7 separate regions of the Mus musculus genome follow, and all the other regions are linked to region 5. A link is a contact called in public Hi-C, HiChIP or PLAC-seq and promoter capture Hi-C data. All regions are on one chromosome and are shown on one strand. The core of a region is the stretch at or near the end of the contact, and the rest is flanking DNA. Distances in the headings are between cores, read along the strand shown. Region 1 holds the start of Hmx3 (H6 homeobox 3). Region 2 holds the start of Acadsb (acyl-Coenzyme A dehydrogenase, short/branched chain). Region 3 holds the start of Zranb1 (zinc finger, RAN-binding domain containing 1). Region 4 holds the start of Abraxas2 (BRISC complex subunit). Region 5 holds the start of Chst15 (carbohydrate sulfotransferase 15). Region 6 holds the start of Bub3 (BUB3 mitotic checkpoint protein). Region 7 holds the start of 2310057M21Rik (RIKEN cDNA 2310057M21 gene).

Evidence for each region. Promoter capture Hi-C pulls out the DNA fragments that hold promoters and counts their contacts. Hi-C and Micro-C count contacts between places; a contact is called where the count stands out from the background. HiChIP or PLAC-seq counts read pairs in DNA pulled down with a chosen protein or histone mark.
Region 1: a contact with region 5 is called in an H3K4me3 HiChIP or PLAC-seq map of embryonic stem cells, with 12 read pairs. The contact joins the promoter of Hmx3 here to the promoter of Chst15 in region 5. A contact is called at or near these places in 2 of 39 promoter capture datasets (embryonic stem cells and pre-B cells), 18 of 484 Hi-C or Micro-C datasets (Th1 cells, embryonic stem cells and muscle stem cells), 9 of 115 datasets of contacts at active chromatin or transcription factors (embryonic stem cells, large pre-B cells and stem cell-derived neural progenitor cells) and 2 of 9 other capture datasets (adipose tissue and embryonic stem cells).
Region 2: a contact with region 5 is called in an H3K27ac HiChIP or PLAC-seq map of extraembryonic endoderm stem cells, with 4 times the contacts expected there. The contact joins the promoter of Acadsb here to the promoter of Chst15 in region 5. A contact is called at or near these places in 1 of 39 promoter capture datasets (embryonic stem cells) and 4 of 115 datasets of contacts at active chromatin or transcription factors (embryonic forebrain, extraembryonic endoderm stem cells, large pre-B cells and 1 more).
Region 3: a contact with region 5 is called in an H3K27ac HiChIP or PLAC-seq map of microglia, with 7 times the contacts expected there. The contact joins the promoter of Zranb1 here to the promoter of Chst15 in region 5. A contact is called at or near these places in 1 of 39 promoter capture datasets (pre-B cells), 3 of 484 Hi-C or Micro-C datasets (CD4 T cells, CD8 T cells and embryonic stem cells), 5 of 115 datasets of contacts at active chromatin or transcription factors (embryonic stem cells, large pre-B cells, memory CD8 T cells and 2 more) and 1 of 9 other capture datasets (liver).
Region 4: a Hi-C map of CD8 T cells shows a contact between it and region 5, with 2.9 times the contacts expected there. The contact joins the promoter of Abraxas2 here to the promoter of Chst15 in region 5. A contact is called at or near these places in 1 of 39 promoter capture datasets (pre-B cells), 4 of 484 Hi-C or Micro-C datasets (CD8 T cells, cardiomyocytes and embryonic stem cells), 2 of 115 datasets of contacts at active chromatin or transcription factors (embryonic stem cells and large pre-B cells) and 2 of 9 other capture datasets (adipose tissue and liver).
Region 6: a contact with region 5 is called in a promoter capture Hi-C map of embryonic stem cells, with 3 times the contacts expected there. The contact joins the promoter of Bub3 here to the promoter of Chst15 in region 5. A contact is called at or near these places in 2 of 39 promoter capture datasets (embryonic stem cells and pre-B cells), 6 of 484 Hi-C or Micro-C datasets (Th1 cells and embryonic stem cells), 8 of 115 datasets of contacts at active chromatin or transcription factors (embryonic stem cells, large pre-B cells and stem cell-derived neural progenitor cells) and 2 of 9 other capture datasets (adipose tissue and embryonic stem cells).
Region 7: an H3K27ac HiChIP or PLAC-seq map of extraembryonic endoderm stem cells shows a contact between it and region 5, with 9 times the contacts expected there. The contact joins the promoter of 2310057M21Rik here to the promoter of Chst15 in region 5. A contact is called at or near these places in 2 of 39 promoter capture datasets (hippocampal neurons and pre-B cells), 1 of 484 Hi-C or Micro-C datasets (muscle stem cells), 3 of 115 datasets of contacts at active chromatin or transcription factors (embryonic stem cells, extraembryonic endoderm stem cells and large pre-B cells) and 2 of 9 other capture datasets (adipose tissue and liver).

Annotation. Positions count from the first base shown.
Region 1 is chr7:131,541,598-131,544,958 of GRCm38.p6, forward strand. Hmx3 (H6 homeobox 3) reads left to right here and starts at 1,366. Exons shown (of 2, transcript NM_008257.3): 1 at 1,366-1,765; 2 at 2,368-3,339. The coding sequence starts at 1,366. The coding sequence ends at 3,038.
Region 2 is chr7:131,408,286-131,412,034 of GRCm38.p6, forward strand. It overlaps Acadsb (acyl-Coenzyme A dehydrogenase, short/branched chain), which reads left to right and starts at 2,316. Exons shown (of 11, transcript NM_025826.4): 1 at 2,316-2,502. The coding sequence starts at 2,461. It overlaps Ikzf5 (IKAROS family zinc finger 5), which reads right to left and starts at 2,193. Exons shown (of 4, transcript NM_175115.4): 1 at 2,102-2,193.
Region 3 is chr7:132,929,784-132,933,711 of GRCm38.p6, forward strand. It overlaps Zranb1 (zinc finger, RAN-binding domain containing 1), which reads left to right and starts at 1,393. Exons shown (of 10, transcript NM_207302.3): 1 at 1,393-1,762. 1500002F19Rik (a long non-coding RNA gene) reads right to left here. Exons shown (of 2, transcript XR_003946678.1): 1 at 1,225-3,928.
Region 4 is chr7:132,857,695-132,861,170 of GRCm38.p6, forward strand. It overlaps Abraxas2 (BRISC complex subunit), which reads left to right and starts at 1,531. Exons shown (of 9, transcript NM_198017.3): 1 at 1,531-1,639. The coding sequence starts at 1,541.
Region 5 is chr7:132,314,704-132,318,566 of GRCm38.p6, forward strand. It overlaps Chst15 (carbohydrate sulfotransferase 15), which reads right to left and starts at 2,525. Exons shown (of 8, transcript NM_029935.6): 1 at 2,344-2,525. Gm10584 (predicted gene 10584) reads left to right here and starts at 961. Exons shown (of 1, transcript NR_028578.1): 1 at 961-3,588.
Region 6 is chr7:131,558,551-131,561,929 of GRCm38.p6, forward strand. Bub3 (BUB3 mitotic checkpoint protein) reads left to right here and starts at 1,820. Exons shown (of 8, transcript NM_009774.4): 1 at 1,820-1,904; 2 at 2,160-2,354; 3 at 2,987-3,056. The coding sequence starts at 2,160.
Region 7 is chr7:131,361,000-131,364,620 of GRCm38.p6, forward strand. 2310057M21Rik (RIKEN cDNA 2310057M21 gene) reads right to left here and starts at 1,727. Exons shown (of 6, transcript NM_026655.4): 1 at 1,509-1,727; 2 at 734-937. The coding sequence starts at 1,672.

The sequences.
Region 1 (3,361 bases), core at 116-2,615, 770 kb before region 5:
TGTCGTTGCCAGGGTCACAAACGAGAAAGGTACTCTTCTGCGCCTTCGGTTCTTGGCGCCTATATTAAAGCATTAGGCAGTTCCAAATGCCACCCTTTGGGGGGAAAGTGCTGTGTTCAGATCGCAGGCTTAAAGTTGATCTTTGAGCCGCGGACACAGTCACCAAGAAAAGAGCGGTGTCCTTCGGAGTACAGTTGTCAGTGAGGAAACACCGCTACCCCGACAGTTGCACAGGGGAAGCGCGTGCACAGAGTCGCATACCCAACTCCTACTCCTGAAAGATTCAGAATCACTCATCCATTTTCAGGACCAAAGGCCAAGGCTACGCGGATTCCTAAGTCGGCAGACTCTCGACTAGACGAAGAGCGGGGAAGCTCTTTTTGGCCGCACCCTGATTAGCAGGTTTGGGGAAAGAAAGTACTGAGTTCTTTCGGGGCCGGGGAGGCGCCCTACTTCCTGGACCCGCACGGCCAAGGCTTTCCAGCCGCGTGGGGCAGCTGGCCTCTGCCAGGCCGGGAGGGGTGGGAGAGCGGCCGCTGCTAGCGCGGATAACCCGGAGGTGACCCAGGCCAGCCTGCTCTGCCCCTCCCCCTCAGGCAGACCGGACAGCAGCCAGCCCGCAGCCGAGCTGCAGGGGGTAGAGGGAGGTGCTTGCTCCAGACTGGAGCAGGTCCGTGCGCTCCGGCCCGCCGGGGGCGTCTCCTTCTTGAGGTCCCTCGCGCGCCTCCCGCTTGGTGGGAGCTCTCAGAGTGCCTCTTTAGCGAGAGCCAATATCCTTTTGTGCTAATAGGTTTGTCCTCATTTGCTGCCTAATTGGACTATATAAAGCCAATAACAGGCGGGCTCTCATAGCCCGAAGCCAAAGCGCCAAAATCCGAGGGAAGGCGAGGAGGGGGCGGTAGAGGAGGCGGCTGCGGGGCCTGGGCTCGGCTGCGCCTTGGCCGGCCTAATCCCATTTGCCATTGTACGCGCCCAATCGCCGTATACTCCCCGCATTTAACTTGGATGACATTTTGATTTCATCATTAGCATCCGGCGCCGGATTGACGCATCCCCAAGCCGGGGACCGCTCTCGCAGCCTCCTCCCGGGGAGCCGCAGCTCCTACCGGCCCCCTCGCTCCCTCGGCGCAGAGGCAGGTCCGCTCCCCGCCCCTCTGGACCCCTCCCCCCATGCGAGCCCGCCCCGGCCCGGTCCCCACCCCGCCCTCCCGCGGCTCGATTCGCGCCCGGGGCGGCCCCCGACTTTGAGCCCCGTAGTTGAGTTCCGTTTATGGTCTGATTTCCGGCCCCTAGCCTGCTCGCCCCGCCGCCCGCCGCCCGCCTGTCCCGCTCCCGCCCTCCGTGGGACCCGGAGGACTGGGGACCATGCCGGAGCCCGGGCCGGACGCCTCGGGCACTGCCAGCGCGCCGCCCCCGCAGCCACCGCCCCAACCTCCCGCGCCCAAGGAATCCCCGTTCTCCATCAGGAACCTGCTCAACGGAGACCATCACCGGCCGCCCCCGAAGCCTCAGCCGCCCCCACGAACGCTCTTTGCTCCGGCCTCGGCTGCTGCCGCCGCCGCCGCCGCTGCGGCCGCCGCAGCCAAAGGTGCCCTGGAGGGCGCCGCGGGCTTCGCGCTCTCGCAGGTGGGCGACCTGGCTTTCCCCCGCTTTGAGATCCCAGCGCAGAGGTTTGCCCTGCCCGCGCACTACCTGGAGCGCTCCCCGGCCTGGTGGTACCCCTACACCCTGACCCCCGCCGGCGGTCACCTCCCGCGACCAGAAGGTACCGACCTCTCTTTGAACTTTCGTTCTCCCCTCTTTCCCTGTGGGCCGGTCACATTCCCTCTCAGAGATGGTGTCACTGCAGTTAGGGATGCCCCGACACCTGCCAACCAGAGTTTTGGTTAACTTCCTTCGGCCTCTAGCCAGCATCTTTCCTGCGCCGCTCGGCTACGAGGCCAAGGAAACCAATCCCACTTGCTGAGAAAAGAAGTGCAGTTGGAGGCCCGGGCTCTGCGATTCCCGGAAAAAAATTGTCCTCCAGCAGGAATGGGTGGCTTGGGATGGCCTTGGGGGGTGGGGGGGAGGCCTGGAAGGCAGGGTTGAACCTTAGCAGTGGAGAATTTTCCCGCTGGCCCCTGGCGTGGGAAACGCGAGATAAAAGGAGCGGCCCTGATCCCACCATTGCCTGGCCAGTCCTAGAAAGGCGAAGAGATCTTAGATCTTTCTGCCCCACTGCAGCCCAGCGGGGACACGGGAGAACCGAGGCCCAGGGCCAGTAGCCCGAGGCCAACGTGTGGGTTGCGCTTGGTGCTCCCAGATCCCTGCCTCGCTCAAGGCTGTGTCGCTGTGCTTGTGTGTGCGTCCGTTTGTCTGTCTCCCCAGCCTCGGAAAAGGCCCTCCTGCGAGACTCCTCCCCTGCGTCCGGCACCGATCGAGACTCCCCGGAGCCTCTGCTCAAGGCTGACCCCGACCACAAGGAGCTGGACTCCAAGAGCCCGGACGAGATCATTCTGGAAGAGAGCGACTCGGAGGAAGGCAAAAAAGAAGGCGAGGCGGTGCCTGGCGCGGCCGGGACGACCGTAGGGGCGACTACGGCGACACCGGGCTCAGAGGACTGGAAGGCGGGCGCCGAGAGTCCCGAGAAGAAGCCGGCGTGCCGCAAAAAGAAGACGCGCACCGTCTTCTCGCGCAGCCAGGTCTTCCAGCTCGAGTCCACATTCGACATGAAACGCTACCTGAGCAGCTCGGAGCGCGCTGGCCTGGCCGCGTCGCTTCACCTCACCGAGACGCAGGTCAAGATCTGGTTCCAGAATCGCCGCAACAAGTGGAAGCGACAGCTGGCGGCCGAGCTGGAGGCGGCCAACCTGAGCCACGCCGCTGCGCAGCGCATCGTACGCGTGCCCATCCTCTACCACGAGAACTCTGCGGCCGAGGGGGCGGCAGCGGCTGCGGGGGCACCGGTGCCAGTCAGCCAGCCGCTGCTCACCTTCCCGCACCCAGTCTACTACTCGCACCCGGTGGTCTCGTCCGTGCCCCTACTAAGGCCGGTGTGAGATGGGACAGGGGACAGGGAGTGAGCACCCGGCCACCTTTTGGGGACCCCGGAGGAGACTGGGCCGGGCCGAGGGTGCCGGGCTGTGGCCAGCGACCTTGGGCTCACTGCCTTGCCTCCCACCCCCCAATAGCATTTTGTAAGTATTTGCAATGCATTTTCGTGCAATTAATTCCTATGAATTTGAGGCGCTTCTCCTCTTATTTTTGGTTTTGCTTACCATTGAGAGAAAACGGGGTGGGGCAGGGGGGAACGACAAAATTACCAGGTCAAAACTTCCAATTGAAAGTTCTTTAAAAAAAAAAAAAGTTCAGATCTCCCCTT
Region 2 (3,749 bases), core at 1,066-3,565, 910 kb before region 5:
AAACCCAACCAAACCCTAGTCATCTCTCTGAGTGCTAGAGATGCCCTCTACACAAAGGAGAATTCAAAGAACAGTATAAGGTATTACATTTACCTAGCACTGCTTTAAAAGAAATGTTTAACTGAAGGGTTACTACTGATAAGGAAGAATACTTAGCCCAACTTTTTTTTTATTAGGTATTTTCTTCATTTACATTTCAAATGCTATCCCGAAAGTCCCCTATACCCTCCCCCCGCCCTGCCCCCCAACCCACCCACTCCTGCTTCCTGGCCCCGGCATTCCCCTGTACTGGGTTAGCCCAACTTTTTATGTGACAATTAACCCAGAGGTTAGTCAGGCCTACTGAAGTTCTTTATTGTTCAATAGCTGTGTTTACTTCTATAACCTGTTGATTATGGTCATTGAAAGATTTACTCTCCAAGAGAATTTACATTAGTAAAGGCTGACAAACGAGACTTAGTTCATACAGAGTAACATGGACCTTCAAAAAGAATTAGAACACAATTCCTGAGTTCCCGTCTGCTAAAGACTCTGAATGCATGAACACTGTGATAAGGCTCTTCTGAGAAGTCAGAAAACATAAAAAGGAAAACAGAAATGAAGCCACATCTGAAGAAATCCAAAAAAAGAATGATACAATCTAACCTGTTCACCCCAATTTAGCTCCACTTTTTACTTTCCACGGCAACACTGCTGAAATGTTGAATAATTGAAATTTACTCTGGAGATACAACAAAGGCGTCCAAAAGGCCATGGAGGGAATTTCAACTAAAATTCAAAAGCCACAAGAAGTCTGCAAAGAAAGACACGTAAGTGAAAACTTTGCTAGGGACTACAGGCTTAGTAACAAGTTAATAACATAATTTGTGTGTCATTATCATTAACTGAAAAAAAAAAAAAAAAGCAAGGGCAAGCTTGGTGGCCCACAATTACATCCTAGCCATTTGTGTTACTATCATGTTGCCACTGGTCATTTACTTTTAACAAAAAAACTTCAATGCCATTCATATATAATATGCTAATTTCAAGAGATGCCAGGCTTAATGTTGCTGAATAAGTCCAGTTGCACATAAAAGTACATTAGCTCTATCGCCAGGGAAATATATGTAACAACCACCAGGACTCAACCACGGCATATCTGAAGCCCATCTTCAGTGTCCCACAGTACAACAGTTACGGTTTCCTGGGAAACACGGGACCCTTACAGGAAAAGAACTTCAAACATCCCAGTTCCCCCGCAAGGAACTTCCAAGAAAACGTTCATCCTCAGCTGTGCTGAAGACAACATAAACTCAAGACAAAGTCTTACAAGTAGTCCAGATGTTTTAAGCAGCTGTTTTCATGCTGTGTCTTCTAAGTGTAATTTCCCTGGACCTCACAACTTCAGAAGTCTTCATGTCCGTTCTCACTCCTCTGTCCGGTTCTGACCAGCACACAAAGGAGTCATTAAAGAGGCCATGTGGTTACTGGCAGCTACCACTGACTATACTTAGGATCTACAGTTAGACAGACAGCACTTGGACGCTTAGCTGAGGAGGAGCCACATTGAGCATCCAAGAACATTCCCGACAGTCGATCGATGATGAATCGATCGGGGACAGAAATCTTGAATGAGTCGGAAGATCCTCCCCAGCCTCACCTGTTCCCAACATTGGAAAGTACAGGCAGTAGACGCCAGGTCATGAGAGAAAGAAAACTCCTTCCCAACAGCAGCCCGGGGTTAACACCCTATCCAGGATACACCGGGGTTGCTGGGGTCGACTTTGGCACCCCGAGAATGCACTACACAGGGATGCTCCCTGCGATCGCCACCTGTCAAAGCCGGAGACAGCTCCCCACCCTGAGCTCCGAGCTGCGGCCCGACGGCGCCGACTCGCTCGCGAGCCTCCGGGCGGCGCACCCAGTCACTTACGAGCCCAAGAGAGTCCCGAGTCACCACGCTGGCAGCCCACGGGGCACGCAGGACCCTCCGCTGTGGCCAAGGCGAAAGCGGTGTTAGCCGGCTAGCAATGAACCCGGCACTTTACCTTCCGCCATTCCGTCAACGTGCCCTGAGTAACCGTAGCGCCGCCGTGGAAGCTGACCGCCCCCCGTGACTCACCTCCTGACAACCGCACCGAGGAATCCCCACAGCCCTTTTCACTGCCGTCGCCGCCACCGCCACCGCCTCAGCGTTCGTCAGCGTCGCAGCTGTAGCCGCCATATTTGTTGTGTCTCCGCTCCCTTCCCGCCCGCCCCACGCCTTGCCCAAGTCTCGCGTGAGCGTGCTGCAGGGAGCAAGGAGAGAATTATGTCTCTCCTGGGGTTCCGTAGGCGGCAGTGGGCGGGGACTCAAAGGGGTGTGTGAGGGGCGGATGCTCGGAGTGGGCAGGGCCCGAGCTTGCCAGGCCGAGGGAGTCTTGCGCAAGGGTTCGTGGAAAGCCTTGCGAGCTTAACAGGGCCACCCTGCCCGAAGCGAGGATGGCGGTCTCTGCGCTCCAGCTGTGGCGTATGGGCGGGCTGGTGAGTGGGGTCGGTCGAAGCGACCGTCTCAGGAGGCCTGTGGCCACACTGATTCCTGGCGACGTCATCTTTTCCTAATGGGCTGGGGGTCTGGGAGGCTGGTGGAGGGGGCTGAGCCTGGGGCTGGGTCTCCACAGACCCTTCACCTCCGTCTGGTTTTCCTTCAGGATCCGTCCCAGCTCATGCCACATTTCCCCGGATGATGATGATGATTTTTTTGTTTTGTTTTTTGGGGTTTTTTTTGTTTTTGTTTTTGTTTTGTTTTTTTTTTTTTTCGAGACAGGGTTTCTCTGTATAGCCCTGGGTGTCCTGGAACTCACTCTGTAGAGCAGGCTGGCCTCGAACTCAGAAATCTGCCTGCCTCTGCCTCCCGAGTGCTGGGATTAAAGGCGTGCGCCACCATCACCCAACCGATAATGATGATTTTTAATGACTAAAATCTAGGCCTGCTTGTCGAGCCTATTGACACTCTCTTCCCTTCAGCAGCCCAGCTGGAAGGGACCTCTCATATTTCTGGGTCTTAACCATTCAGGGAAGGAATTTCTTAGGCTTTATCTCACTGCGGGGATCTGACCAGCTCCCTTAGATTCTGAGGAGCCCAAAAGCCCATTCTAGTCCTCTTCCTCAAACTTGGTCTGAGGCCAGCCTCTTGTCTCACCAGGATGTTTCTGGCCTCCCTTTGCTCTCTCGGATTTCCTGAGCTTGGAATTAGGACACACAGTACAGTGCAGATGACAGCATCTGTCAGAATAACAGAAGACACTCTGACCAGTCAGAGGGGGCAATGGGTTGAACCATGAGCAAACCTACGTTAGCTGGACTTGGTGCTATTTCTTCAGGTGCCTGAAAGAGACAGCTTTCCTGGAGGATGTTTCTCTACTTAGGCGATTGACGAGCCCATTTAGCTAACTTTGAAGTGAAAGGACAGTTGGGTGCCTTTGCTGTGGTTGTAGTTAGCTGGAAACCCTCCAGCTAAATAGTAATCTTAAAATTTCCTCGGGCAGATGTTAAGTCTCAAGTCTCACCCATTATTCTGGCGAGCAATCAAAATCCTGCAGTATTTATTCCCGGTTTTACAAGCTACTGATGAGAGGAAGTAGCTTGTAAACGGTGAAGCAAGTCTGCACCTCTTTGCCTCACATTGTAGATAATTAACGTTATTTTATTGTTTTACAAGCTTGGGGTGTTTAGGAAATTAATAAAGTTGTGTTAGTGTATTGTCACAAAGGATTAGAAATGGGTTCTTG
Region 3 (3,928 bases), core at 143-2,642, 610 kb after region 5:
TTATATCCTTGAGAACGTGTTGTTTTGTGTTGTTGTTTCCATTTAAACTTAATTTATGGATAAGTTCTCAGACCAGGTGGGGGTTGCTGAAGGCCTCTACTCCATAGCAATGGCTATGGAGAGGAAGCACCCCACTGGTTGTGAAAGATGTTGGTGAGGGGAAGTTATACAAAGTACTGTTCTTTTGATGGCCATGGTACAGCTGTCTTATACCATTTTATGCAAATAACTCAAGACACCAAAGACAGCTTCACAAAGTGAATTCCCACTCAAGTTTGGGAAACATCAAACTTCAAGTAACACGGTCATCCTTTTGGATCTGAGGTATCCAAACAATTACTAAATGCCCTCCCAGATTGCTGTTAATGTTCCTTCAAGATACTAATTAATTATTTTTATTTTTAATTATGTGTTTGTGCAAGTGAGTGTGGGTGTTGGTAGAGGCCACAAGAGGGCACTGAACCCCCTGGAGCTGGAGTTACAGGTGACTGTCTTCCACTGAAGTGGCTGCTGGGAGCAGAACTTTGCTTCTCCGAAGTAAGTGCTCTTACACGCTGGCCGTTTCTCCAGACCCCCCATATTACTATCTTTTTAAAAATTACATTTATTTATTTTGTGTGTAGCCCAGAGAACAACTGTGGGAGTTAGTCGTCTTCTTCCACTCTGTAGGTACTGGGGATGGAACTCAGGCTGTCAGGCTTGGCAACTTTACCCAGTGAACTATTTCTACGGCCTTTAACACATTACTTTTAAAGCAGTTTACATTTTGAAAAAGTTTGAAGTAGGGCTAGGTGAAGCTAAGAGTAGTGGTGGCGTAAGTCCAGCACTCCGGAGGTTTAAGAGTTCGGGATCAGTCTCAGCTATTTAGAGGGGTTAGAAATAAATCGGGCTACAAGAGAACCTCGTCTGAAAACAAAATAAAATGCCAAGTAAGCAAGGCTTGTAATCTCAGCGCTCTTGGGGAGGCTGAGGCAGGAATATCGTTTAAGAGTTCCAGGCCAGCCTGAGCCCCAGAATGACAGCCTGGGTCAAATTATTGAAATTTTAAAAACTGTTTTAAACCGCCGAAGGAACGGCCAAGCGGTCTCCCAGTTAGCAAACAGATGCGTGACTCACGCTTGATTCAAAGCGCTGGCGACTCTGCAGCAAAGAGCGGCCGGCGGCCAGGGGAAGAAGGCTCCCACCTCCCAAGTGCATCCTGCACTTAGACTTGAAGACACTCACCCGGGAGGACGCGTCGCGGGACCGCGCGCGCCGTAGCCTCACAATCAGGACGCACGCTGCTGACGTCACGGCCGCGGCCCGCTCCTGCGCCGGGAAAGAGGCGGTCGCCTATTGGCTGCGCCTCCTGAGGCCTCGGGACCAATCACAGGACGGTGAGCAGCGAGGTCCAGTTCCTGACGTTGTGCGGCCGCCGCGGGGTTTATTTAGCTCTAGGGTCCTGACCGCCGCCATTCGGAGTCCTCTGCGCCCGAGGCTGTCCCCAGACCGCTCCGCCCCTGTCCCCGAGCCTCGGCCCCCGCCTCCGCGCAGCCTCTCCGCCCCTCGGGCCGCTGGGAGCCGCGCGCGGGCCCGCGGAGAACATGTCCTGACTGAGGCGGGAGGGCGGAGGCGGCAGCAGCGGGGTGGGCGGCGGCGCCGAGGGAGGCGGAGAGGGGCCGGGCTCGGCTCGTCGCCGCTGGCCGTGCGGGAGTCGCCGCCGCCGCCGCGGCCGCCGGGCGCCGCGCGTCAGACGGGGAGGAGGAGGATCCGCGGCCGCCAGGTAACCGGGCCTGGGTTGGGGGCGCCGCGCCGCAGGCCCCTCGCGGGTCGACCGCGGCCTGACGGGGCGTCGCGGGGAGCAGGCTGCCGAGCCTCCGGGCGGCAGCGTTGCGGGATAGCGCATCGCAGGCCCGGGGTTGTCCGCGGCCGCGCGTCCATCTTGGGCTTCCCAGCGCGGGGACAACCCGGAGGATGAGGGAGAGTGGCCGCCCGGCTTGTTTACCGACCTCAGTTGGCCGCCTTCGTCAGCGGCTGGCGCTGCCCTTCTGCCCGCCTCATTCCGGCAACTGGGATCCCTCCCGAGTCCGAGTGTGTGGGTCTTATTCCCACCTCTTAGTAGGCCATAAACACCCGGATTTGTCGCTCTAAGTTGGTGCTGGTCCCCAAACTTGTGTTTTGGTCCCTTGTCCACTTTCTCTCCCCTCATACGTTGGCCTCCGGTTGCCTAAAGCAAATCAGGGTGAAAGTTGATGTCTGGTGGCCATGGGCAGCTGGAACTCCGCTCCCGGTAACGATCGCTCTGTGCACCTACCTTGTGGGTTTTCTTGTTTTGTTTTGGTTTTCTGCTCTAATTTGGCTGGTCATTGCACAGACAAAAGAGCTGTAATACTTGCTGTTAGCGCCGGGGAGAGGCAGTTTACGTTAAGCAAGAAGTTTGAACCCGCCCATTATCTTGGAGACGCTGGTTTTGAAACCACCTTGCTTAGAATTTTGTATCTCAACCCCTCGATTTCCCCTTTCGGTTACCCACTAAGTCAATTTTTATAAGTTCTTTCCACTGCTTGCAATGTTTGGTCTCTGTATAGTTGACCTGTGATGGTGTTAATAAACGTGATGTACAAATACTTGGAAGTGTTATATAATGAGTGGCTCCTGTACCCCGCAGTCTCTTTCAGTCGACTCCCTACCAACTTTTGCTACATGCATGGTACCTCTGTTGATCAAAAATGGGTGACTTGGCTTATATAGAGAAAACAGGGGAGACCCGAGGATCTTTGTGACAGAGGCCATTAGAAAGTCCACTGAACTATGCTTGGGAAAAGTAAAGCTGGATCCTGTTAAATATTATTTTAATTAAATGAGGTATTTCGAAAGTATATTTGGAAGCCACTCTCTTGATTTGGAGGCTCTTAAAATAGTCTCATTAAATTTTTGTAACTTTTTCATTGGGGGGGGGTTGTGAGAGGTTAAAAGGTAGGGCAGTAATGAGACGTTTTACTTTTTTGGGGGGAGGATGTTATTTGAACGCCATGGGAGGTTTTTTCTGGTTGCTGTTTTAACAACCTTTTGTTAGTGCCGTTGAGCCTTGGGGCATCCATTTATTTACTCTTGAGGTTGTATGAAGAACTTACAACTCATGGTAATATATTTCAAACTAATGGCCTTGATCCATAACTATGTACTAATACGGATTGTGGCATATCACTTTTAAGGTCTGAGGATTAAACCAGGCAAGGTGGTGAATGGTGAATGCTTTTAACCCTAGCACTCAGGTAGCAGAGGCAGGTGGGTCTCTTGAGTTCTAGGCCATACTGGTCTACATAGTGAGTTCCATGACAGGGTTACACTGAGAAAACCTTCCCCCCCCCAACCATAAACAAACAAACAATTAAAGTAAGTCTGAGTATGAACATTAATTCAGATGTACATTGTTTGAGGTAAATTGATTTATGTGTAATTGATTCAGTGAGAGCCATTACATGTAGTTTTATTTATATTGCTTTTATAAAATCAGTTAAAACTTAAATGTAGTTGCAAAAGTAGGATGCTAACTTTTTATATAACTTGGTTTGGTTTTATTTGAGCATTGCTTATGGCTTTCCCCTCTTCCCTAGAAATACCTTCTTGTTTGAACATTTTTTTCTTCCAGTTTGTGGTGGTTTATTTGGAATTTTCATGTCCTCATTATACCTTGGGTATATTTTCTGTATTTAAATACACTAGCACCTCTGAGGCGCAGTGGTGGTGCATACCATTATTCTCAGCACTCAGAAGGATCTCTGAGTTCAAGGCCATTGTGGTTTACAGAGTGAGTTCCAGGACAGCCAGGGCTACACAGAGAAAACTTGATTAAAACAAAACAAAACAAAATGAAAATAAAAACAAACAAAAACCCCCCACAGAACCAAAAAACAAAGTACCCAACACATTCACTTCTTACCACAAT
Region 4 (3,476 bases), core at 281-2,780, 540 kb after region 5:
CCAAGAGACCAGCATCTCAGGCAGAGGAAAGGGACATATGTAAAGGCACTATGACCTGATGAACTTTCAGTGCTTCCAGAAAGCAAAAAGGCTACTGTTGTAGCTGTAGCCAAGTCTATCAGGGTAGCAGAAGCAGGAATGCAGGGGGAGGGCATGTCGGCGTAGGATTTGGAGGCTGGCCAGGTATAATTGACACCTTATATCTAAACATTACCATGATCATTTCACTGACTGTGTTGAGGATATATTTGCAGGTCAACAGCCTCACTTCATTACCTCGACATTTTGGACTGGTTAATTCTGTTATGAGGCCTTTCCTGAGTTTACCTCCTTCCCCTGGGGTTGGCATTGGAAAATATCTCCTAGCAATGTCAAGCATCCCTTAAGGGCAAAATTGCCACCAACTGGGACTCTGAGAAGTTGTCATAACCAGGAGAGAGAAAATGGTGTTTTGGGTCAGGGTGGCAGATGTGCTGGTAGTGAATCGTAGGACTCAGTATTTTTTTGAAGATCGTTTTAGCTGATCTGATGTAGGGAACAAGAGAAAAGAAGTTGTTAAGGCTAGCTGCAAAGGTTTTTTTTTTTTTTTTAAGATTTATTTATTTATTATATGCAAGTACACTGTAGCTGTCTTCAGACACTCCAGAAGAGGGCGCTAGGTCTCGTTATGGATGGTTGTGAGCCACCATGTGGTTTCGGGGATTTGAACTCAGGACCTTCAGAAGAGCAGTCAGTGCTCTTAACCTCTGAGCCATCTCTCCAGCCCCAGCTGCAAAGGTTTTGATTTGAGTAATTGTCATAAACAGTTTTATTTGCTGAACTTGGAAAAGAAGTGAGAAGTAGCTCTGTAGGGAAATCAGGAGCCCAGCTAGGAATACTGAAGTCTTAGCAAGCTGCAGAAGAAATAGTTCCCTTTTTTTTTTTCTTTCTAAATTTGATAGTTTATTCATTGCTACTTATTTGTTTTTGTCTTCTATGATTTTTGTCAAACTTGAAGGTTTTTGTTTTTGTTGTTTGTTGAAACAAGTCTATGTAGCATTCATTGGCTGGCCTCCGACATGCAACCCTTCTGCCCTTACACGACTTATATTTGAATTGTTTTTGAGTCCAGAATCCAATCGTTTTACCAGCTCCACTACTTCTGACCATAATTCCCCTGTCACTGCACCAGGTGGGGATTATTGTAAATCTCCTTCCCTTCCATTTCTCCTACGCATTAGTCTCAACCAGGCAGGCAAAGTGGTCTGTTCAAGTTGAAATTACATCATGCTGTTCCCAAGTCAAATCTCAACCTGTTCAATTGCTGGAATCATCTCCGGCCTTCCATCCTTCAACTTCATTTGCAGAAGGGACAAACTGGATTATAACAAGGCTGTACAGACAGGCCGGTGTCTGAGGAACACACAAAACTGAAGGTGCTGGTTCTCTTTGATCTGGAATCCTTTACTTCCCTGTCCTAGCTTCGAGTAGCTTGGAGGACTTCATTTCCCAGGATGCTCAGCGGCGGGGCGTCCGGAAGGCTGTGCACCCTCCGCGGGGCATGATGGGGGAGGTGGAGATTTCCATCATGGCGGCTTCCATTTCGGGCTACACCTTCAGCGCTGTGTGTTTCCACAGCGCCAACAGCAACGCCGACCACGTAGGTGCCGGGCCCCCTGCCGTGGCCGCTGGGGCCTTCGGCTTCCTCCTCAGGCCGGCGCCTGCGGCCAAGCGACGACCGCTGGAGGCTCGGCCTTCAATCCCCGGGACAAACCGATGAGCTGGTGACCCAGGCGGCTCCCGCCCCCTTCCAGCTCCTGCACCCCGCGGGCCCTTCTCTGGCGCTCTCGGCCTCGGGCGGGTCCTGGCACAGCTGTTCTCAGTCCAAAGGACCTAAAGCGCCCGGCCCCGCCAGTGTCAGGAGTCGCCTAGCCAAAACTGGGTGCCTACCCCTCGCTGAGAATCGCGCTTCCAGACTTGAGTGCCTTGGGTCGGGATGGAGTTCAAAGGTCTGGGTTGTAATCTAGGAGAGGATCCAAGTTCTGACCCCCGGCCACACGGGTCGTCGTGTCTGTCACCGTTCATACTTATCAGATGTGGCTGTTTGGATTTTTTTTTTTTTCACCCCAGTGGAAAATGGAGAATGTGAATAGGCTCGTTAGGTGCAGAGTCTTGTTTGCACTTCCTCAAAGTTGCCTGTTTAGTTCCTCAGCGAGTGTTCTAATCCCCGGAACTTGTCTTAAGAGGGAAGTGACAGGCCCACTTATGAGCGATCAGAAATGTACAGGCCATGGAGTCCATAGGACTCTTCGGTGTCTTTATTTTACGAATTGCCTTTCAATGCCGTTGACCTCTGGAAATTATTTGTGAAATAGGTGCTTTTACAGGACATTACTCTCCCACCAATTAGCGGTTTGTGTGTGTGTTGTTGTTATTGGTGAACGATTTAAATTCATTGAATAAGAGATGGGGCTTTTTGTGGTTGTCATTATAAAAACAGTAGTTAGAAGGGAAACTGGATTTGGTTTGATGTCACTGATCTTCGATTCCATTAATAAAGACTGATTCTGAGAGGCGATTCCATGAGTATACTGAGTGGAATGAATTTACTGTTCTTTTCATCTCTGCAGTGTTGATGGCAGAGATTACTGATAGGAATATATTCAGCATTGTTCTGCTTTTTTTCCTAAAGCCAGCTCTGACCTACTAGCCTTCAGTATTGCAGCTAGCTCTTAATACTGTAAGTGGTTGTAAAGTTCCTAGCGTCCATGGACTGCAGTTACGAGTTCAGGGTGCTTATTTATTCTGTTTTAGAGAGTACCTAGGAATGTCATAGTTTGTGTATAAGACAAGATTATTATAAAGATAAGAAACTTGGACAGTATTTCTAGAAACTGCCATAGTTCCGTTTCTTCACTTGTTATTTATTCTTTGTTGTCTTGAGATAGTGTCAAGGCTGGCCCTGAACTCCTGATCACCCCCAATCCTAAGTGTGGGGATTTCAAGGGGAAGCCATTAAACCCAGCTCTAGCTTTCTAGCTATTTAATAGCAATTTCCTTAATATTTATCTCCTACTTGGCATGAGGGAAGAAATTTTATACAAGGCCAATAGTTTGAATTGTGTTTTATATGATTATACATTTTTATATTAACCTTACCACAGTTATGGGTGTGGAATACTTAAAAGTAATGTCAGGCGGGGCGTGGTGGCACACGCCTTTAATCCCAGCATTTGGGAGGCAGAGGCAGGTGGATTTATGAGTTCGAGGCCAGCCTGGTCTACAGAGTGAGTTCCAGGACAGTCAGGGCTACACAGAGAAATCCTGTCTCGAAAAACCAAAAAAAAAAAAAAAAAAAAAAAAAAAGTCAGTTTTAAAGTTGAAGAACCAAGAATTTACTTTTTAAAAGATGTGTTTGTTTGGTCTAGGAAAATTAATCTAAAGCTAAACTTATTCTGTGGAGCTAAAGTTAGCAAACATTTTTGAAAACATTTTTG
Region 5 (3,863 bases), core at 1,275-3,774:
CCTGGGAGCAAGACCTTGGGAGGAAGCCTGGACCCAGAGCTTCACTTCCTGTTCACCTCTGCCCTAGTAGAGAAACAACAATAGCAAGCCACTTCCCCTCCAAACTCCATCTCTTGAGATGACAAAAAGAAAAAAGGAAAATTATCCTCAGTTTTTCTTTAGTTTGGGGGGAGCGGGGGGGAAGCAAACTTATTGGTCAAAACCAACCCAATTATAAACCATTTTTTATTCCCAAGCTACTTTGAACAAAACCATATGTGTGTGTTTGTGGATCAGTCAACAGATCAACTTTGCAAAACCAGTCAATGTCATATTCTGCAGAAGGGAGTCTTGATTTTGCAATGAGACAGCTGACAGGAAAGATCAGTTGGAGAGCAGGGGAGTTCCAAGGGAGACTTTGGGAGAGCTTCTGTACCTCCCGGTTTCCTCTGCCTCACCTTGAGTAGAGGGGACTACAGATGTTCTCAGATGAACTTTTGGGATGCTCACCCTAACCCAGGAAGTGATCCACACCGTCCAGTCAGGAATTGCAGAAAGTGGATGTTCTGAAGACCCAGTCCTCACTTACAGAGGCACCCCACCGGCCCGAACGAAGTAGCAGTTGATAAAAGAGTAACCAGCTCAGAGTCGCTGGCCACAGGCTGTCACAAGGCTTTCCTGAACTTCATTCCTGGAAACTCCATGCCATTAACTTACTCGCCACAGTGAGAGTCCAGCAGATCTATTAGAAGACTTAGGACAAGGTGCCCCACCCCCACTCCCACCCCCAGGTTCCAACCCGGACAAAGCGCGCTTACTAGAGGTGCCCACGTCCAGCCACCAGTAGCCTAGCAGTAAGCAAACCAGCCCTAGCATTGGGTTGCTCGCTCTAGCGGATCCAGACAGGCAGGCAGGCAGGCAACGTGGACACTCGACCACGGTGGGGCAGTCAAAACGAGGGTGCGCGGGACCTCGGAGTCCTAAACGTGAACACAAATGAGCGCAAGCCGGCCAATCGATTCGCCAGAAGGAGAAAGAAGGCGCTTCCCCTGCTCTCCATTCATTCCCTGCACAGTCTGGCTCCCCTCGCCCTGCCGCCATCCAGGATCCCCCGGGCTCCACATGGGCAAGTGCGCCAAGACCCGCTACCAGACACAACGCCCGCTTCCACTCCATTGGAGCACACAGCCCCACGGACTAGCACGCTATCAACATCCTCAGCGTCGCTCCTCGCGTCCGGGCCCCTGCCTTCTCGGCTTCCACCATCACCACCCGCCACCGCCGCCCCCACGGCTTAGCTCAGAGCTGCCTCGTTCTGCTCTCTGCTCCCCAGCTGGCGGGAGACACAGCTGAGACTCCCTAGTCAGGCCGCTTCGGGGACTAGGGTACAGCGACGATGGGAAAAGCGGCGAGTAAAAAAAGTTGAGACTGATCCCTCGGTTCCTCCCAGGCCTGTCCCCACGGTGTCTCCTCGGGAATCTTGCTCCCACAGACGCTGACGCCTGGGGCTGTTCCCCGAGACCCACACGAGCCTTCCCACCCAGAGCGGCAGTGCGGCTAGAGCCCGGATTCCCGAGGCGGCTCCGATTGGTACCCAGAGACAGTGGCAGATGCCCACGTACCTGCCCCAGGCTACGCCTGGAAACTTCCCCTAAAGTGTGCGGGGGAGGGGCAGTGAACACGACTAGGGGAATCCCGGTCCCCAGCTCTGCCTGTGGAGAGCTCGCTCCAGAAAATCGCCGATCTGTCTATTCATTGGCCTTATATCAGTCGTCCTTCCCTCTCAGTTCCTGGCCGACCCAGGGTCGCGCGAATTCTGACTCCTTGGGGCGGTTCTGCGGGACAGCTAGCCGGTGCGTGCCCCGCGGCGTGCGTCCTCCGCCGGCCTCCAGCTGTCCACAGCGCCACCACGCCAGCACCCGGTCCTCTGTCTTGGAGCTCGGACCACATTCGCTCTGTCTAGGGAGGGGGCGTGTGAGCCCCGGCTCCGCCACCGGTAGTCCTTCCCGCAGGGTCCCCAGGCGTGCTGGGCACCTAGAGCACGGCCAGGACCGCGCAGCGAAAAGGACGCCTCCTACAGGGGACCGTGCCTGTAGCGAGGAGGCCTGACCGAGGGGTGCGGGCCCAAACCTGCCGGAGCTCGGCGCGCTCCAAGTTCATTGTCTGCCTGGGCCGCCGCCGCCTCCGCGTCCGGAGCCTCCGCGCAGGGAGTGAAGCTGCACACAGCCCTGGCGGTCCGGACTCCCAGCGCCCATTCCCCGCCAACCTGGGCGAACCCGCAGAGGGGCACCGGGACCCAGAGCCAAACCTCCGCCCGCCGCTACTCGCCACCCCCTGCCCAGTCACCCAGAGCCCAACTTGTACCTGAAAAGCCCAAGACGATCTCGGAAGCCTCTGCAGCTCCGACTCCGCGGGAGCGCGCGCCCAGCCCCGCGCCTAGCACCCCGCACCCAGGGCGCGTCAACCTGACTCCCCGAGCGCTGGGAGGAAAAGTTTGGGAGTGACTTGCAGATGGCGAATGAAACCTCTGAACAGAACCCTCCCCCCGCCCCATGTCGCGCTGACACACATCAGCTCGAGTCTGGAATGCAAGATCAAGGCGTGCGCGCCCTGCTGAGCGGTGGGTTTGGTCCCCGCCCCCTCGCCCAGCAAGTAAATACAGTTTGTGTATTGCGGTGACTCCGACAAGACAAAACCGAAACCTGGTGTGTGTGGCAGTGACCCGGCTACCAGAAACAGTTTTAAGGAACTTGGCAGTCTAGAGACAGCCCATACATTGATATTCAAGGCCACTGACGCGAGTGGTTTCGGCGCCCTCTGTTGTATTTTTGCATTCTACAAAGGCTGCCTAGCTCTTGGGCCCTGTAGGTTTGCTTCTTCTGAGAGGTAAGGTTCTACAGGACCCCGAGTACCACTGCCGCAGTGGCCTACTGGGACTGCTTCAAGGAAAGGCTCCAGTGATCGGCTGTGGGCTGAAGATGAAATCAGTTAACATAAAATATGACACCTTAAACTCTTAAGACTTGTTCGGGACAGCCTTTGGAGCACCAAACCCCAGACTCTGGGGAATAGGATAGAAGCCACAGTCTTGGGTCTGCCCACGTTCCTATGGCCAGAGTCCAGCATCTTCTTTCTTGAAGCAACCGGGAAAATGCTCCCTAACTGTAAAATGCTGGCATATGTGCTAAAGGTGATTCTAGAGAACGGGAGCCCCTTTCAGTCTTGTTTGAGGTTCCCACCTCACCCCCCAAAGTCCTAGAGTTCTGGTTCAGCATCCACGGCGACTGAGTCAGAGGTCACAATCAGAGGGTCACGACTGCAGATAGGAACCCTGGATGACAGGGGAGTTCTTAAAAACCACTGTCTAGCTTCCCAACAAATACTGCCTCTTATATAAAAATCTGCAAAGAAAGATTAATGAAGCAGTGAGACTGCCCTCCCAGTCGGTAGACTGGATTGCTTTTCCCCCCATGTAGACTTGGCTTAGTGATTTGGAGGTCTTTATTATTTTTTTTAAACAAAAACCTTTTTTTTTCTAAAAATACAATGAGCTGGTTTTTGCAGAGTTCACAATTCCCAATAGATAATGATGCCATTTTTCATGGTCTTACACACGTTGTGGCTTTGGGGTTTATTTATTAGCTCCGGAGAAAAGACTGCCTTTCAGTAAGGTTTATATATTCGAGTAATTGCACTGGGACACAGTGCAGGTTGCTGTTTAAGAGGGTGGGTTGTGCAGGCGCCTACAAGCAAAGTCCTGGGCCAGGCAGCTGTCAGACCAGGGCATGCGGCCGGTTTAAGCAAACACAGTGAAGGTTCTTTGGAAACAGCAAGGAGGAAATCCCTTCCTGTAAGAGTGTGTGGAACATGATCCCTGGGCCACA
Region 6 (3,379 bases), core at 570-3,069, 760 kb before region 5:
AATCAGCAAAATAGTCCATCTCTTTTCAGGCTCTAAACTTGATTTACAAGATTGACGTTTCTTAAAACTCAAATAGAGTTGGGCTGCAAGTGTGCGGCCAGAGGGGCCTGAATCATACACACATGGGATAATGAAATATGCTTAGATTTTATTAGCAGGTAATTTATGCTCAGAATCTGGAAACAGTAATAGAATTAAATAAACAACTGGGAAAGAGAACCAAATAAGTCAAGAGGTAAAATTATTTGGCTAAACTTAGAATGCAAAACAACTCAATGCATTAAAAAAAATTGAACTTGGCCATTGATTTGTTGAAAGAGAAGAGAGAGAAAGAACCACATACTAGAACTATTTGGAGAGGGAAGACAACCAGAATATTTTAGCCATAATAACCATCATCAGGACAAAAGACTGGTGTGTGTGTGTGTGTGTGTGTGTGTGTGTTATTGTCAGGAATCTTAAGTGCATTTAGTTCAGAGTCTGTGCACACATAAGATCTTTCTTTCTTTCTTTCTTTCTTTCTTTACTTTTATTTTTTTAGACAGGGTTTCTCTGTGTAGCCCTGGCTGTCCTGGAACTCACTCTGTAGACCAGGCTGGCCTCGAACTCAGAAATCCACCTGCCTCTGCATCCCAAGTGCTGGCTGCGCCACCACTGCCCGGCAAGATCATTTTTCTTTTCTTTTCTTTTCTTTTTTTTTAAAAATGTACCTTGAAAGTTAAGTAGTTTAAAACTAGAGACAACTTCCTACTTCATGCAACAATTTCAAAATAAAAGGGATTGTCTCAAAAAGATGGGACAGAGAAAAAGAAGTTGTATCCAAGGATTAATTAGAAACTCAGTAACATTTTGCATGTCAGTATGCTACTATGTTGTTTGTTAAGTACTGCTTTTCTCTCACAGAACCAAAACAACCTTTTGATTCTCATATTTTTTAGAGGATTCTAGAAACAGAAAGTGCAGCAAACTGAGCCTGCAACTTCCATGATAATGCAGAGGAAGGTGGGAGAGGGAGGACAGTCACAATGCTAGGTCCTATGATGAACATTCCTAAGAGATTCTGGCTGATCGTTAAAGATTGGAAATATTTGTGTCCTGCTCTGTTCACCCTTATGGGTGTGGTACTCTTCTAAAGCAAGGAGTAGTTTGACTGAGTGTGTATTCCCAGAGCTGCTTAAGAGGCCTGACATTCAGGTGCTTGAAAACTGTGGAGAGATGAAACGATAAAAATGAGATCACTAGAACTCAAGGGAAATGAGTCTCTAGTTCACAAATTGATAACCCAGCAAAATAAAAGCAAATAGTACCTTTGACTAGAAATTATTCTTCAGTATGACTAGTCTGGATTAAGTCCAGGGGTATGTGCACGGCTAGAAAGAAAATATTAATTTATATCTATAGTAGTTATCAACCAAAATGAAATTCTGTGTCTGAGAGATAGAGGAGAAGGATGTCACAAGAGCTAGATAAAATCTCTTTTCTGCCTTCTAGTCTGTGGATGTTCAGGCAAGCAGCTCCAGGGAGACTACAACTCCCAGCATGCAGCATACAATTGTGGGCGGGCGTGAACGCCTTCATGACCTGAGCATACTTGGGAGTTGTAGTTTTCCCTCCGCAGCTCCAGAGATGTAACCTCGGCGTGGAGGTACTAAGAGACCCGGTGAACGGGGGGGGGGGGGGAAACGCGGCTTCCCTTTGAGCCGGAACAGGATGACTGCGGAAAATGAGGCAAGCAGTAAATCAGACCAATCAGCTGCCGAGATCGAGCCGTTGGCGTTCAAAATCAGCCAATGATAGGCCTGCTCCGGAGCTTCCTCTCCGCCTTCTCCGCTTTGCCTGCGAGTGCTCGGAGGGAAGCGGATCGGTAGTGGCCGGTGCAGAAACGTTGCTTAGGCGGACAGGAGGTAGAGGTTCGGGCGAGGGCGGGCGGAGCGGGATCTGTGGCCCGTGGCCGGCGCATCGATGCACAGAGGGATCCGGTCGAGGTCCATTGTGTTTTATATGGGGATCTGCGGGCAAGGAAGGAGGCCAGGCCGGGTGGAGCTCGGCGGAAGCGGGATGGCGGCCGGCCTGGATCAAGGGGGACTCGCGCAGGCGCAGGCCGTGGCCGGCCTCTGTTGCTCCGGTTAGGAACTCAGACTTAGCGTTTTGTTCTACAGATGACCGGTTCGAACGAATTCAAGCTGAACCAGCCACCCGAGGATGGCATCTCCTCGGTTAAGTTCAGCCCCAACACATCCCAGTTCCTCCTGGTCTCCTCCTGGGATACGTCTGTGCGCCTCTACGATGTGCCCGCCAATTCCATGAGGCTCAAGTACCAGCACACTGGTGCTGTCCTGGACTGCGCCTTCTACGTAGGTGGATTCAGTTTCTGCTCCTGTCCCCTTAATACTGAGATGTCCTAGGCCTTGCCAGTAGCATCTCATACACGGTTCGAGAATTCTGATAGTTCATAACTACTCGGGAATTCTTCCCTTTAGCCTGGCATCAAGCCTACTACAATGGTTTGTGTTCTTATTTCTTCTCTCGTGGCAATTTCAATCTCCATTTGTAAATTCAGACTTGAGTAAACTTTCTGGACATAGATAATTGAAGTTAGCAGCAAGACTGATTTTTAGCTATCCTTTGAAAAGTAATGAATGTTGTCTAATTTAGCCTTAACTCCTGGTGTCCACCTTGTATTTGCTTCCTTGTGGAGATCACTAACTTGCATTTTTGTTTGCTTCTTAGTTTCTGTCACACTGGACATAACACTTGGCTGTAGAAATAGCAATGTTGAAAATGCTTGCTAAAGCTTTGTAACTTTGAATTGGCTCCAAATGTAAGAGTGGGGTGGGAGGATGTGGTGGCCACAACTTTAATCCCAGAGGCAGAGGCAGGAAGAGCTCTTGAGTTTTGAGGCCAACCAGGGCTACATAGTGTCTTCCAAAAAAAAAAAAAAAAAAGTAAGAAAGAAAAAAAATCAAACCCAAATTTTGCTTTGTAGGATCCAACGCATGCCTGGAGTGGTGGATTAGATCATCAACTGAAAATGCACGATTTGAACACTGATCAAGGTATTAATATAGCTACATTTTACCAGTTTTTCTTTACTAGTGTATTTGTGTAGAAATGCTTATTTAAGAAGAGTAGGTGTTTTCAGTACTTATGTGAAGGCGGAACACGGCTTTGATAATAGACTTTTAAAATTGGATTAAGTTACCACAAATGGAACCTGAATTTTGCAGTAAAGCCCCTTCTGAGCACTGTCTTTTTTTTTTTTTTTTTTAAGATTTATTTATTTAATTTATAAGAGTACACTATAGCTATCTTCAGACACATAACAAGAGAGCATTGGATCTCATTACAGATAGATGGTTGTGAGCCACCATGTGGTTGC
Region 7 (3,621 bases), core at 477-2,976, 950 kb before region 5:
TAAACATTAACATATACTTAAGAACAAATGATTCGGGACACTCCTTCATCTCAGAGATTCCCTTTTCCTGGTCAGGTACAGGGAGTAATGGGCTCCTGCCTGCGCTGCACCGCGTGGAGGAGCAGTACCTACCACTTGCCAGCTATATGGGGGACTGAACGAGGGAGCACATGGCATACTTTAACGCTCTATAAACACTACTATTCTTTCCAACACAGGCAGGACCTAGAGCATGCATTATGTTCAGGACAGATCTGGGCAGAACCCTGTACAAGACTGGGGGGAAAAAAAAATCACAAACTGTCCATCTTTTAATAGGTCAGTAAATAGGCTGCCGTGACAGTCTTAGTTTGATATATCAATCACAAGGAGCCTTCTAGAAGGGAAGAGAGTCAGTTTCAGAATGTCTAATGGTTGTTAAACAGATCCTGCTGAGATACGTGAGAACAAGAATGCTTACCTGGACTGCATTCTAATAAAGCTCTTCCACTAATTACCAGTGACCCGCCAACTCACTTCCAGTTAACTAGCCCGAAATCTCCATATTTTTAAGCTTGCTCATCAACCCTGCCGTTGGAAGGCTTAGTGGTCTAACCTATGTCTATTGGCATGTTTTTAACTTCTCTTCCCTAATGACTCCTGTCCTGTCAGTCTCAGAAAATCCACAAACATTACGAGCTGAGAATAAAGACACTGATTCATATGAACACTTTCATCTAGACAAGTCACAAACCTGTCATCCAGGACAGTGCAGGCAGTCTTGCCTCGACTGGTTCCACAATACTCCTCTCCTAAGTATACTTCCATGTTTCTTGCTGAACTCAGAACGCCAACCGAAAGGATTTCTTCACCCCCATTAGGGCCACAGTTCAGGTAAATGAAGCAGGGGTTTTCATCTCGGGGGCTCAGGCTGCTTTTCAGACTAACCGGATCCTGGCTGAGAAGAAAATTGAAAAAAAAAAATCACAGAGATAAGTTTTCCGAGTAGAAGCATAACCCATTAATCCTTTCAAACTCACCTCTACTTGCCATGAGAACCAAGAACCTTCCCCATCACCCACAGATACTTCTCACAGAATTAATAAGGAACAGAGGTTTGAGGCGTCAGGGCATTCATTCCCGTCCACTTTTCCTAGACCGTGGACAGCCTATTCAACTATCTAATTCATTCGCAGTCAATTAAAAGCGTTTACTGAATGTTAAAACAACCATGTGTCTTTTTCCAAGACGCCGTGGTTCTTGTTCCCCCCAAATAGAAGACTGGGGGCGTTCGCGGGTGGGGGGCGAGGAGGATTGTAACAGGAGGGCATCTTGAACACGAGTTTCCCGGCCTCTCCGGCCCAGCGCGCACCCTTTGCCCGCAGCCTCGCCCACCTCCAGGCACCACCGCTCTCCCCCATGCCGTCCCCGCGGCCTCGCTCGGCTCCCTCGCCCGTCTCGGCTCCCGTCCTCCTCCCGGCTCCTCAGCAGCGTGACTGTCACCCGACCCCGGCCCTGGCCCGGCGCACCTCGGAGCTGGCGGCTCCAGTAGCTGCTCGAAGTCCAAGTCTTGGGCACGTGGCCCAGTCCGGGTAAGAAAAAGGCTTTGGGTCAGCGCCCCGCACGCCGCATCCCAGGACGAGGTCAGCGTCGGGCCGCGGTCCAGTCCCGCGTCTTCGATCGCGGTCTCCATTCTGTCTCCTCCAACCCAGGCGGCGTCGGAACCTCTCTCGCAGAGCTTGCGTTTCCTTCAGTGCCCAGGGGAGGTGAAGGTTCAGCACAACTTCCGGTTCTTCCCCCGACCCCACCCCATCCCACTCCAACCCTTCCCATCCCGGGACCCAACCACCACACGTGCGCATGCGTGTTCGTCTCCCTTCCAGAAGTTGGTTTAAAATCTCCGCGGAAAAGAGCCAGGGGTTGGCTCGTGCGCGGAATTCCTCCGCTCCTGGGGCAGGTGCCGCGCGCATGCGCAGTGCTCTGCGCGCGGGAACCCAGGGGTTTATTTCCACGTTGGCAAAGCAGCGACGCTTTAGGGTGGGAGGTGGGGTGGCGCCTGGGCGGTGTCGGCACCCTGAGGGTGGTACCAAAGCAGATAGGTGCGGTCTCCTTGGCTCAAGCAGCCTGTAAAGCCAGCTCCCAATCCGAGGTCCTCGGAAGAGGACTCCGGGGACCCTTCCTGCGCCAGCCCGTGGAGTGAAGGCCATGCAGGCTGCTTTTGAAGCAGTGCGACCACGGCTGATCGCGTTGTTTCACTGCTCAGGTCACCTCCGTGGGCTGTAGAGTGGAGCGCGGCGCTTAGCATTGCAGAATAATGCTGAGTGGCCGAAGGCACTAAACACTGAACCCACTAAGACCCGGCTTCCGAGCCTCAGGAACCCGGTGGAGCGTGCTTGCACGTCCTAAATGACAGAATTCTCAAGGTTAAAAATGTCCAAGAGGCTCAAAGCTGCGACTTAAGGTTTCTCACTCATAACCTTGACAAAAACTGGCAATGGGCCTTGGTCCCTTCAGAAGTACATTGTACGGTCAAACTTTCTGTGGTGACAAGTGGGACTTGAAACTTTATACTCATTGGAAAGAAAGCTAGGTATCGGCTGTCGTTCCACCCCATACCCACCCCCATTATCTTCCTGAAGTGGGTTGTGTAGATAATTTAAACATCTATTGAGGCGAGGGGAGAAATTTGTTTACAGAAATGTGGAGTACCTGAATTTTAAAGTTGTGCTTGAGGCCTTATATATAATTTCTGGGGAAGTTTTGTTCAGCCATAACCTAGTTTTGTCCCAGAACTTTTTGTTCATCGCTCAGAAAAAACGTTTTGCTTTAATTTTCATTTTAGTCTGTATGTGTACCCCTGTTCAAAAAACGTGTTTATGTCATCAAGAAAAAGATGATTGAATTCTATAGACAGTCACCAGAGTGTATGTATAATGTGTTCATCAAGTTTGAAAGAGAAATCAGAGATTCAGTATAAACAAAATCTAGAAACAGTAACCTTTAATTCTAAAAGGCTCAATTTATATTTTTAAAAGAAATTCCCCACATTCTAAGTGGTCATCATTCTTGTTCTGTTTAGTATGGGGAGCCCCCTCAGAGTGCACAACCAATTGAAAGTCTTTATTCTAGGTATAGCCCCTGAGTGTCCAGAACATGGGATTTTAAGAGACCTTAAAGCGAAGGCATCTCCCTTGGCTGCTGCATCAGAGCACTACGGAGTAAGCAGTTTTAACAGAAGCTAAGATGAGCTGTTAGCCAGCCACCAAGGAGGGTTCTGAACAAATGAGCAACTTAGAAGAACAGTTAGCTGGAGGAGGTTCCGCACAAACAAGCAGTTTCAACAAAGGCTAAGATACGTTATCTTGGCCATTCTGACCTTTGGTTCCTAGAGTGGAGTTGAGTAGTTTTCCATAGGATTCTCCAGCTCAAGGAGATCAGATTCAGGGTAAACCTGAAACCGGCCGGTGGCAAGAAGGCCTTTGCAGTGTCTTGCCCTGTTACTCTGTATTTCCGGCTCCTCTGGTTATAAACTAGGTTAATACGTGTAGACAGTCCTAATGGAAGTACACTCTAGAAACACTAACTTGCAGGTTTGCGTGCAAGATTAATAATACCTTGCGGGTTTTTACTTCCTTAAATAAG